Regions from separate parts of the Triticum aestivum genome. Here region 2 is linked to region 1. A link is a contact called in public Hi-C data. All regions are on one chromosome and are shown on one strand. The core of a region is the stretch at or near the end of the contact, and the rest is flanking DNA. Distances in the headings are between cores, read along the strand shown. Region 1 has its middle 410 kb from the start of LOC123113836. Region 2 holds the start of LOC123044294 (protein GDAP2 homolog).

Region 1 (6,052 bases), core at 2,045-4,544:
AAAATATGTCTATATACATCCGTATGTGATAGTTCATTTGAAACTCTAGAAAGACAAATATTTAGGAATGAAGGGAGTAACAAGCAGACTAGCTATAACTTGGTGCTAGAGGTAGCTCATGAATGAATGAACTAATCGGCCATGAGAGGGCGTGTTGCACTTGATCGATGATGACTAGATCATGCAGAGATCTGCAGAAATCATACACACGTATATGCGTGCTAGCGCTCGTATACTACAACCTACGCACATGCATGCAGAGTTCTCAAACCAAGGCCGCGCTTGGGACATCGGTTAGATTTTCCACCTGTAGACAGTTACCGCTGTACGTATATTACTGGACGGACGCCAGTAAAATACACCCCCCGTATCTTTTCCCCGTCCGATCGCGGAGTGTAACCAAGCCGTGAACTGCGGAGTGTCAACACCACGCCCAGCGCTCTCTGGCGAGCAGCACCTCCTGTCCGTCCACTACTCCACCACCAGCAGTGCCACCCGATCGCACACGACTGCCAAGAAGGACGCCGCGACGTACGGGCACGCTGGCCGCCCGCGCCACCCAAGGCAAGGCAGGAGAGAGTCGCACACCGCAGGCGTCTCCGACGGGAGGAGCTCCCACAGCGTCTGGGACACCACACCACGCCCCTTCCAACAGGGAGAAGCACTTGGTGTCCAAGCCGGCCCGACACGGCATCGAAGCCGCCGGAGAGGCGGTGATGGCAGCCATGCGGAGGCGCGCAGGTTGGCAGAAACCGTGCGTGGAGCGGAGGCCAGTCTCAACGCTGGACTAAGACTCGCTCGCCACGCGCTCCGGACAGAAATATGTTCCAATCCATATTAAACGATGAACCAAGCGCGCCCTGGGGTTACCCGGCCAGTGGAGAGGGGTGGTGCGCGTGCTGTAGTTCGGCAACAGGAGACGAGGGATGCGATGGAGAACCGTCCAGCACGGCCGGTGTCGTCGAGGCAGGGGCGCCGGGCGCGGACAGGATGAAGAAGAATAGAAGCACTTAAGTGGTGGAGTACCTAGCTAGCTCCAGCGCGTGTTCTTTACTCGCATCTCTATTATTAAAGGAGGAGTTGATATAGTCGTCTTTCTTTTTTTTCTGGTCTTTTCGTCCTCACGGTCCCATCCCTTTTACTTTTCTGTTGAATTTTCTTAACCCAATCAATTTTTGCATAAAATAAAAACCAATATAAATATCTACTATTAACGGGTTTTAAAGCGGAGTTAGTATAGTCGATTCCCCTCATTCCTGATCTTTTCCTCCCCCACGTTCTCATTTCTTTTCCCATATTATTAAAGGTGGATGTAAGTTATATGTCGGACAATATTGATACTCCGGGTTTGGGAGGTTCTCTTATTTTGAGCTAAAGTTTGACATATAAATTTAACTAATAAAATATAAATTATGTGCCACAAAGATTATGCTGTCGGAAAGCTCTTTCGTATACAAGTTTAACATCATACTTTTTGTAGCATATATTATGTATTTTATTAGTTAAATAAGTGGTCAAAATCTAAGCCAAAATATGGAAGGGCCCAATAAAAACCACGATAGTATTATTTAATTAAGTTGAAATCCCTGCTCTTGGCTGCTCGCGTGGGGGTACATTCTTCATGTCGTTCTCAACCAGCCAAAGGACCCACGAAGTCTTTTTTTTTTTTTGCCCCCTGCCTTTTCTTTTCTTATGGAATCTAAAGTTGTGGGTTCTTGCAAACATGTATGCTATAGCAACGATCAACACATGGTGTGAATTCATGGGTATTATCATATTTCTTCTGGACTCTCAGTACAAACACTACAAACTTTACGTTAAATGAAAAAAAAAACTATCATGCTGAACATCTTTTTAGAAGATAAACTCTTCATTAAAAATGTATTAACAAGTTAACTACTAATAGTTAGAAGTTTGAAATCATGATCTAGTTCTGACGGATGTAATTAATCCTACTTAGAAATAGATGGATGATTGTCACATCAATGATGTCACATAATGACTTGAGTTATTGACTATGACTAGATTCCACTTAGCTTGTTGGAAGTTTGGTATCAAATCAGAAACATAAAGCACGCACGTATTGGGGTCACGAACTTTTCAATCTAGTTTCACAATTATTATTATTTGCTTTACAACTTACAAGTGGCCGGATATATATATGCGCTGACATAAAGATGTAACGATTTGGTCGTGGAATAAATCTTAGTGAATCATCTATCTTTCCATAGATTTGTGGGCACGGGAACATGGCCACTTCGCTGTCACCAACTCACATCGTCTTGCTCTTTATTCTCGTCACCGTCGTCCTTGTATCTCCCGTCATTTTCTTCGTAGCTAGCTAGGGTGATCCGAGTTCACATTTTAAACAGGACCTAGACCATTGTGATTTTTTATTTATGATATGAAACTATGTTTGTCCAGAATTAATTATGCACTCGTGGTATTATGTTTATGACTGATCTAAGACTTAGTATAGTTTGCAGTTATGGAATTCATTTAGCCTCAGCTTATGGTTCTCGATTGAACTGTGTTGTGTTGTCCTTCCTTCCTTCATGCTTTTTGGTTTGCAATGTTTCATGTATTTCCCCACAAAAAAAAAGGTTTTGTGTTTAGCCCCTTGTCTCTTTGCGGTTGGTGTTGCTTTTCGTGGGTGTTGCTTTCCGAGAAGGGAGATCCGTCTTCCTCTGTCGTTCACTCAAGTGATCAATCACTTCTCATCGACCCCCTAGCACCTTCGTGGGTCGACGAAAAATGATCGATTACTTGAGGGAACCCCTAGCACCTTCGTGGGCCCTAGCTCGGGAACTTTGTATCTTCTTTTCTTCTATCAATGAATGGTACACAGCCTTTGTATATTTATGAAAAAGATTGGTACAGGTAAGGTAATTAGCATGTACGCGCCGGTGCTCTCTTGGATGGCCGTTGATCGATCCAGCCTTGTTCCTAAACTGCAGGACCGTACGAACGAGGTAGCTACCACTGCAGCAGACGAGAGAAGCCACCTACACGGGTTGGATGGAGTGGGTAAGTGGAGGGCCCGACGGGTGCCTTTATTTATATGCATGGTGCGGCCAAGCAGCTTCCGCGAAGCATCCTCGTGTCCCAAGCATGTGTAGATGCACAGCGGCAGGCCAGGGGCACTACGTCTGCCCTGATTCTGTTTCTCGAAGACGACCACGACCACGACGGAGAACCCATTCCTCGTGCGCGCGCGTGTGTGTGGACTGTGGAGATGTGAACTCACTTGAAACCAAGTAGCTGCACCCACATCAGTACTGTATATGATTGACTAGCGCTAAGCACGCGAGAATTAGTTAAATTGATAATGATGGGTTGTACGTGTGACGTCACACCAGTACGGCTTCTCAGATGCTTTTGTGTTTTCATGATGTGACACGAAACCTAATTCTATAAGAACGACCGAGTCAACCGTGTGATGTGGTCCATGGAACATTCAACAACAGTTGAAACATGGACTCATTTTACCTAGGTTGGGATCAACTAGCTGCATCCGCGTAAAGCATCTACGCAAATCTAATACTAGCTCCGTCCTATATTACATGGGACGGAGAGATAGGAAACTTCAATCCAATGCATGTTCACCCGCATCTACTCAGACTCAGTTACAAAACCTAATGAGATATAGGTCACATGACATGACAACAGAATAATTCTTATGTCATTTTCCAACCTCTAGGTGGGTCCAAAAAATTGCCGAACTTAAAGTGATGCTACAATCAAAATTAGAGATCCTCACAGCATGAGCTTTTTCTAAGAACCATCCGTCCAACATAAACTTCATTGGTAGCGACGACAACACACGACAACTGTCGATTGCCAAGTAAATGGTACGGCACCGCTCACCGTCTATGACTGAGCAACCTCTTGCTTTGACTCCCCAGGGACAAGTCCGCGTATCTTCACATCATAAAATACTTCCTCCACCCTTCTCAAATCATACTTCATCCCTGCAAACACAAGTACAAAAACAGAGGGGGAAACACAGCTGAATCAATACAGATTACAACAACAACAACAACAACAACAACAACAACAACAACAACAAGGCATGGCAAAATATTACGGTAAGCTGAAATAATACTGCCAAAGCTAGTTGAGTTCTTTTAAAAAGGAACATGTCCAGTGAACCATAAGCTGGGGAACTCACCATCAAATTTCTTACGCAAGAAGTCATTGCGCAGATTCAGCATCCTAAATGAAGCATGCAGATCAGTCAAAAAGCTTAGCACCTTCCGTGGGCAGTCGTAGTCACCCGCCGTGACCCGATTCACTACATATCTAGGCTGTAGACAATTCAGCAAGCAGCCATTAATACAAGTCATAGCTATAGAGCATTACAATTCTATTCAGTACACATCTAGGCTGTAGAAAATTCAGCAAGCAGTCACTCATATCAATATTGGTTGTTGAGCACTTTCGTTTCATTTCATATTAAGGATGCACTCCCTCCGTTAAGTCGGCGACAATTAATATGGATCGGAGTTGTACTAAGTCAGTAACAGTTAATATGGATCGGAGGGAGCAGAAGATTCCACAAGCAGCAATTAGTACCACTCACTGGCTGTAGAGAATTGCAATTATATCCACTAAGCATCTATCTAGGCTGTAAAAAAATCAGCAAGCAGTCACTGTACCACTCATTAGCTCTGCAGCATTAGAATTCTTGCTTAACATACATCCAAGGAAATAACCATATAAATAGTAAATTCAAGACTTCAGAATGCAGATGGTATTATGTAAAGTTTGCATTTTGCAGATATGCCCAGCTTGGTCTAATCCATTCATTTACGAAGTGTGCTACACACTAAAGTCCATCTCAAGTTTATATGCTTGACACTTGTACGTAAATCATTCATGAAGAAAAATAGTTCAGTCCGTCTCAGGTTTATATGCTCGACACTTGTACATGAAACATTGATAAAGAATTATAGTTCACAGTCCAGCCCAAGTGTAAATTGTTTGTACTTATATGTAGTTGTTTTAGCATGCACTCATAAGTTCATAAGTTCATAAGATACAACATGGATCCGACCTTAATACCAACCAAAAATTTGAAGTCAATCTCCATATTCTAATTTATTGGCTTTGGTTCTTTAGCTTTCTACATTCCAATAAAGGGGTATATATAGTATAGGTATATCCTATTCCTGAACACTCACATGTTGAAAACAATCTACATATTATAATGCATTGACTTCGGCTCTTCAACCTTCTAGTATTTATATAGTACTTACGTCTTACAAATCTTATAAAGAAACAAGTCGGTGATGATGGACCATTCAACTTCTGTAATACCAACCAACCGCCTTGGTACGAACGACTGAGAATGGGAAGTGGTTGCTCACTAGTCACTACCCACCTAATTCTGTTTCATAAAACACCCCAATCTACCATGAGTTTTGCAGATTTTAATAAAGTAATTAGCTTGTAAACATAAAGTATGGTTATCCTTCATCCCATAGCAAAGCATGAGTTTCTTGCTAGTATGTAATAGAAGTACAAGTTTAACGAGATTTCTCTCTCATGGTCGACCATTTCGCGTTGTTGATCCGACCGAGGAACCACATGCCCATCAACACCCCCTCAGGAGATATCTACGCCACAGACCCCATCCACGACCTGTACTAAAATCACTAATCCCATGATCATATTTCTCCCCTGCACCCACGATCTGTTTATTTTGTTGGCAAAAGATTCCTGCATTATGTTAAGAGCTCGATGCATGGGGCTAAACAAGCCACAAAGAAGAGGAGAACCTGGAAACCTAAGACAAACACAAAAGAAACAAAGGTTAAAGGGCTGCCCTACAAGGATACGTGCACATACGGGTCCTTACGAACCATCCAGAATGCCACGCAAACCAGAGCTTCACCGCTGACTGGAATAGGGTTCACCATAGGAAAAACCAGAGCTTCACCCTGACTGGAACAGGGTTCACCATAGGCAAAACCAGAGCTTCAATCGCCACCAGCTTCACAGAAAAGCAGCCAGACCAAGGGCCTCTCTCGGAACCGCAGAGGAACCAGAG
Region 2 (6,012 bases), core at 52-2,551, 990 kb before region 1:
ACGGCGGCTTTAGTCTTATTGTTGGATGACTTTGTAAGGTCTTGTGAGAATAATTAATAGAGTGGCCGTATACATCGCCCAAATGCAAAGGCCAGGGGTCATCCTCCTTTTATAAAAAAAAAAGAGTTGCCGGACTCAGATCCGCTGCCCGCCATGCTGGAGAAGGCCAGAGATCGCCAGAGAGGAGCTAGGGGACAGAACGGAGCAGACTGGAGTGGCTAGGGTTTGGTCCGACGTGGTTGCCGGACAGCCCACCGCCCGTGAGTCATAGCTCTGGTAGATCAGAATCAATTTCTTTGACTTTATCATAAGGACTAGCAGACCACAAGTCTTATCGTGAAACAAAAAACTACACAGATGTTGTAACTAAGTAACTTCATGCTTCAACAGTATTTCGCACAGGACATATGTTCCATTTTCTACTAAAAAAGGAAACTACATTCATTTTCCACGTGGAAAACTGAGACGGAGTCACTAAATGCCTACCTCGCAGGAAGATCGTATGCATTGGTCATCTTTGCCATCCCAGTTCGGCACCCTCCCTGCAAAACGTCAAGCAGTAAAAACATGTCACTTCACAATCTCCAGTGATTGAACAAATTCCCCCCCCTAAAATTGTACTGCCCAGTCCTGACATCCAAAACCGTACCAAGGTGGCGCATTCCTCCGCGAGCCCAGAACCCGCTGCAGCGTGAAGCCCGGGACTACTGTGCGCCTCGTCCAAGCTCTGCACGAACCGAAGAATCACGAGCTTAGCACCGCAGTTCCAGCATTCTCCAATGCCCAGCGAGACATAAGAAGAGAATCGCAACCTCGTTGGTGGAGTTGACGACGGCGTCGACCTCCATGTTCCAGGGGTGTCCCCGCCAGAGGTAGATCCTGGAGTTGATCTCGTGGTCCACGGGGAAGCGCGAGGCGCTCGCGCAGCCACCACCGGCGGCGCCGCCGTCGTCGCCGGTGAGCGGGTCGGAGAAGGAGAGGAAGGTGGACGCTGCGGGCTCGGATCCGCCGTCCGCGGCTTCGGCGGTAGCGGACGAGGAGGACGGCGTGTACAGGCGCTGGTCGGGGTCGCTCCAGCGCGGCACCTGGTCGAGCGTCACCGCAGGCTCGACGCCGCCGACGCCTGGCTCCATGGCGGCCGCAGTGGAGGCAGCTCCGGAGGCCGTGGCCGCCGCCGGCGAGCGGTGCTGCATGGAGGCGGAGACGGGCGGGCGAAAGGTAGTATAGCCGGGCGCTGGCGTGAGGCCGAGCGGCCGTTAAGAGGCCGACGCGAGACGGAAGGGGCCAAAGGAAGGCGGAGGAGATCGATAGAGACGACGAGAAAAAAACAAAAGCGTCTTCTGGACAATGACGTGTGGGTCTGTGGACCTGTGGGCCCTTTCACGTCAGAGACACGCAGCATGGTTTGTGGGGGCACGACGCGTGTGGGCGTAGCCGACGTGATACAGCTCGGACGGCAGGGAGCCGTGCTGGACTGGGCTAGCACTCCCGCTGGCTTGCTCGCCTGGTGACTCGTGTGGCACGTCCACCTGGTGATGAGATGACGTGTAACTCAGCTCGGATCGGGATCTCGCGGCTGGTGCGGTCAAGCACCAGTTGGGGACTCGAGTCCAGCCGCTGCTGTGGCGCAGGAGAAGGAAGGTTCGGATGGAGGAACTTGGGTGGAGCCCGGGCGTGAGGACAACTCAGGCAAGTCCGGAGCAGCATGGGCCTCCGCAACTGCAGGATCTGTCCGCAATTCTTTGGATCGAATCAACCACAGTTCTTCATCATTCGATGTGATCATCTCATCTCCGAGCTGAGCTAGATGGTCCGCTAAGCCACGACAAGAGCAGTGCATGACCATCGTTGTCTTTCGTGACTAAAATTTAGTGAAGGGGTGAGTATTTCAGAACATGTGGGTACTCAAAGTTCAGCATCACTGTTTAGGAAGTTCACATCCAAGCCACTCCAAAGATTTTGAGAACTTACGCACTCGGTGCTAGTTTTTGCTTCGGCACAGAGGCGGCCATGGTGGCTGCCCTTGTGGTGGTGCCGACGCTCCTGTGTGACATCTCCGTTTGGGATTATTTTATGGAGAAATTGTTCAAGCCGGATGTCCAAATCTCGCAAAGCCCTCCATGCTTGTTGATAGGATGTCGGAATCCGTATGTCCGAACTGCTCCATGGACATATAAGACTTCTGTTGGATGACAAAAGTGATTCGGACACTGCAGTCTAAACTTAGGTTTAAGGGTCCGCTTTACAGATGTCCTAAGTGACCGCATTCTAGAAATTACCGTAATCAAAGATGATCTAATTAAGTTCTAGACCGTGTATTCTACATGCCTAAAAAGTTTATCCTCGCTATCTTATTTATCTTAGCAACTAGCATGCAGCTTATCTATCTCATCACATATGCCTCAGGCTGATTGTAATGGGAAGTATCATATACTAGTATCATGCATATGATACTATGATACTAGTCTATAATACTACATCCCTAAGGCTAGTCATAGTGGGAGTAACTTAGATAGTAACATAGCGCATCTCGAGAATTTTTTGCTTATGTGGCAAGTAGTTAATGAGAAGTAGTAACATAATATGTTACTGTAATATAGCGTTTTCCAAGACAATATGAGCCTACAAGCTATTAAATGAGGCCACATATGACATTAGTACTATGTTATTTTGCACTATGAAGGTACTAACTTAGAGTCTTGCATATGACACTAGTCTAAGTTACTCCCCACTATGACCAGCCTAATGCATAGTATCATAAGTTGGTATCATAGAGGACTACATTTATTGCCATGCATGACACAAAGTAACACATCATTTAATATGATACGATATCATGATATGGTACTCAAGCCTCTCTTTCCTTATTTAATTATATGTCACTTCATCAAACTTGCTTAGTTGGCATGTATGATATTACCTATAATACTCCCATTGCGGGCAGCCTCATATATGTCATCTTCTATTTAAATGCAATGCATGTGCAAATTATCCACATCATTAATCACATGCAACCAATCAACGTACCACTTTTTAATTTCTACCACATGCACATCATCCACATCATCAGGTGTCATGCAAACATTCAACTTTTCACTTTCCACCACTTGCAAGCCCGCCACATTATTAATTTTATTTTATTTTTCAACAATAAATAAATTAAACTTGAATGTCACAAGACAGTATAAGATGCATTTACCAACCATTTACCTCTTGGTTGAATATGGTGCGTCACTACTCTATATGTTCAAAAAAAAAATTATAAACTCATCGCTGAAAACTCCTGTAGCAACATGCTGGCGTTGTCTAGTTAATATAGTATGTAAGTCATCCATATTAAAATGAGACAAATTTTAGTGTGACCATATTTCCAAGGTTGGGGTCTATTAAAATGAGACAAATTTTAGTGTGATCATATTTCCAAGGTTGGGGTCTAACAGATGGAATAATCCACAAACCTTGTGGATGAACCTAATAAATTAGAGCATCTCCAGCCGCGCCCCCAACAGCCCTCCTCAGGTCACTTTTTCGGTGTCGGCGCTGAAAAATGGACCAGTCGCGTCTCAAGAGTCCGTTTTTCGTCGGATTGGGCCGAAATTGACGTCGGCGTACCCAACTCGAACCCGACGCGCTGGGGGTCGCCTTGGGGTGCCGGACGGACCGTTTTTGGCGCGAACTGTGATGGGCCCGCCCTGTCAGCGACGTGCCGCTTCGTCGTCCACATCGCCTCGTTTCCCGCGGAAATCAATGCCAAAGCTGTCGTGTTGCCGCGCCGTCGCCTCCATTGATGCCGCGCCTGCCGCGATGCAGCGCGCCGGTCAGCATGCCCATTGATGCCGCGCAGTGAAGCGTCGCGTCGCCCGGCGCCACGGCCGCCCGCCACGCGTCGCCTGGCATGCGCCTCCCACCGCCCGAGCTTCGGCTATAAAAGCCGCCCGCCTCGCCGGTGAACGCCACACCGCAGCACATCGCCTCCCCCCCCCGCTCGCACACTCCACTCCCCCTGCCGACGAGCAATGGCAGCACGGTACCCAGGCGGTTCCGCAGCGAAGAACGGATTCGGTCGCCGCCACCTCCACGAGTGGGAGGCGCGCCTCCTTTTTGAGGCCGACTACCCGGCTCCCCCGGACATGAGAGTGCCGAGTGCGTGGCGTTTGAGCGCCGGCGGCGTGCCGGTGCCACCCGCTCCCACCGGGGCGGACCAGCGGGCAGAGATCGCCCGCATTAGGTCGTCGCTGGCGGAGGAGCAGCGGCGAACGCCGGCGTACTCCCCCGACAACATCGCGTTCTGGATGATCTACTTCGACCGCCGCCGCGACGGCCGGATCGCCTCCAACAACGGCGTCATGCCTCGTGGCCGCCACAACGCCGAAGGGCGACGTGAGTGGTCGGGGGTGCCCGGCGCACCCTCGAGCACGTCCTCGACTACATCGAGGCCGGCAACAGGCCACGCCTCGAGTACCCCCGCCCCTGCACCCCGTCCTTCTCTCGCCGCCATGGCATCTCGTGGATGCCGCGACGGTTGTCGGACGCGACGACCTCCTCCTCCTCGGGGGGCTCGTCGGCGGCCTTCACCGTCAAGCCCGAGCCACGGGACACGGCGGGGGAGTCCCCGCTAGGGCGCCGCACCCGCAGCGGCGCCCTGATCATCCCCGAGGGAGGCCGTGGCGGTCGCATGCGCCTCGTCCGGCCGAGAACCGAGCCGGAGCCTCCCCTACTCCCGGTAAAGCCAGAGCACCTCGCGATGGCCGCCGCCGCCGAGACGGCCATGAGGTGGGCGTGGGAGAACTACGTCTGCGAGCAGGTGGCTCGCTAGCGCCGCTCCCTCGAGGAACTCAAGGCGCGCCACCGCCGCCCCTTCCGCGAGGTGGACGACGTCCTCTACCTCGACAGCGACGAGGAGGAGGCCGGGCCATCCCGCGTCGGTGACCCTGGACAGGGCTGCAGCAGGGTCGGCGGCGGGTGGTAGGGTGAGGACGAGGACGACGACAACGACGATAGCGGAGACTACACCGACTTCTACAAGCGCCTAGGCATGTAGAAGTCGGACGGCGGCGAGGCGCGGCGAGGACGGCGTAGCTAGGCCGTGTTTGTTTTTTTATTTGTTTTTTGTACAAATTTGAATGAATGTCGCCGAGTTTGGATGAAGTTCGACGAGTTTGTGCCAAAAAACACCGAATTCGTTTTGCCATGGGGCCGACCTGAGGGCGACGACTGGGAACGTAGTCGCCCCCACGCCGAAAATCTCGCCGGCTTGCCCCCAAGACGCGTTTTTTCGACGTCCCGGGGGGCCGAACGGCTGGAGATGCTCTAAGACACTTTGGCAGTTCAATTCAAAGAACTATCAAAATGTCTTACATTCAAAAACAGATATAGTAGAAATGACCGTACATCGTTAAGTTAGTTATGAAGCTATCTATCATAAGTGCACACAATATAGCATATACAATAAAAGAATTTTAAACCATTGACGTCAGATTTTTAAGCATGGCAAAAAAACTTTTTAGGCATATTATGTTGTCGCGATGATGATAATTTCCTTCAGAAAGCATGGCAAATCCGCCATGTTTAGTTTTCATCAGAATTTGTCGTACTTGCTAAACTAAATTGTCATCCTCACGACAACATAAATTGCCATGATTTTTTTGATTTGTCATTGTCATGCTTAGCCAAAAACATCCTTTTTAAAAACATTTTCGTGATAAAAATGGCAAAGGTAAGTATGCCGAGACACGGCAACAGAAAGACATATGTTTGTCTTATTATCACACATCTACACCTTTACGTGCCATCAGCGACTGGAGCCGACTGGTGTTAAATGTTGCTTTTTCTATGGCATATAAGCACAACATCCTTTAGGGTGAGGATGATCGGCTAATAACTTTCGGTATGTTTACCTTATGGGTTATCCAAAAGTCATGGCATAAGGTTGTGTATTTTCAATCATCGACGACTCGCTATGTGCACGTACAAAAGAAATTTAAATTTGAGAGAACTTCATAAGAAATATTA

Evidence for each region. Hi-C and Micro-C count contacts between places; a contact is called where the count stands out from the background.
Region 2: a contact with region 1 is called in a Hi-C map of leaf, with 9 times the contacts expected there. The contact joins the promoter of LOC123044294 here to the enhancer-like site in region 1. A contact is called at or near these places in 2 of 5 Hi-C or Micro-C datasets (both in leaf).

The regions. Positions count from the first base shown.
Region 1 is chr1A:242,148,948-242,154,999 of IWGSC CS RefSeq v2.1, reverse strand. It overlaps the pseudogene LOC123044287 and the pseudogene LOC123044290. Among protein-coding and RNA genes, the nearest start is that of LOC123113836, 410 kb to the right of the region's middle. Within about 2 kb of position 3,294, at least 7 of the 8 cell types and tissues checked have an H3K27ac peak or open chromatin away from gene starts, as enhancers often do. A contact at or near this core is called in leaf, where this site is marked.
Region 2 is chr1A:243,140,230-243,146,241 of IWGSC CS RefSeq v2.1, reverse strand. It overlaps LOC123044294 (protein GDAP2 homolog), which reads right to left and starts at 1,301. Exons shown (of 14, transcript XM_044467006.1): 1 at 813-1,301; 2 at 650-727; 3 at 487-542. The coding sequence starts at 1,193.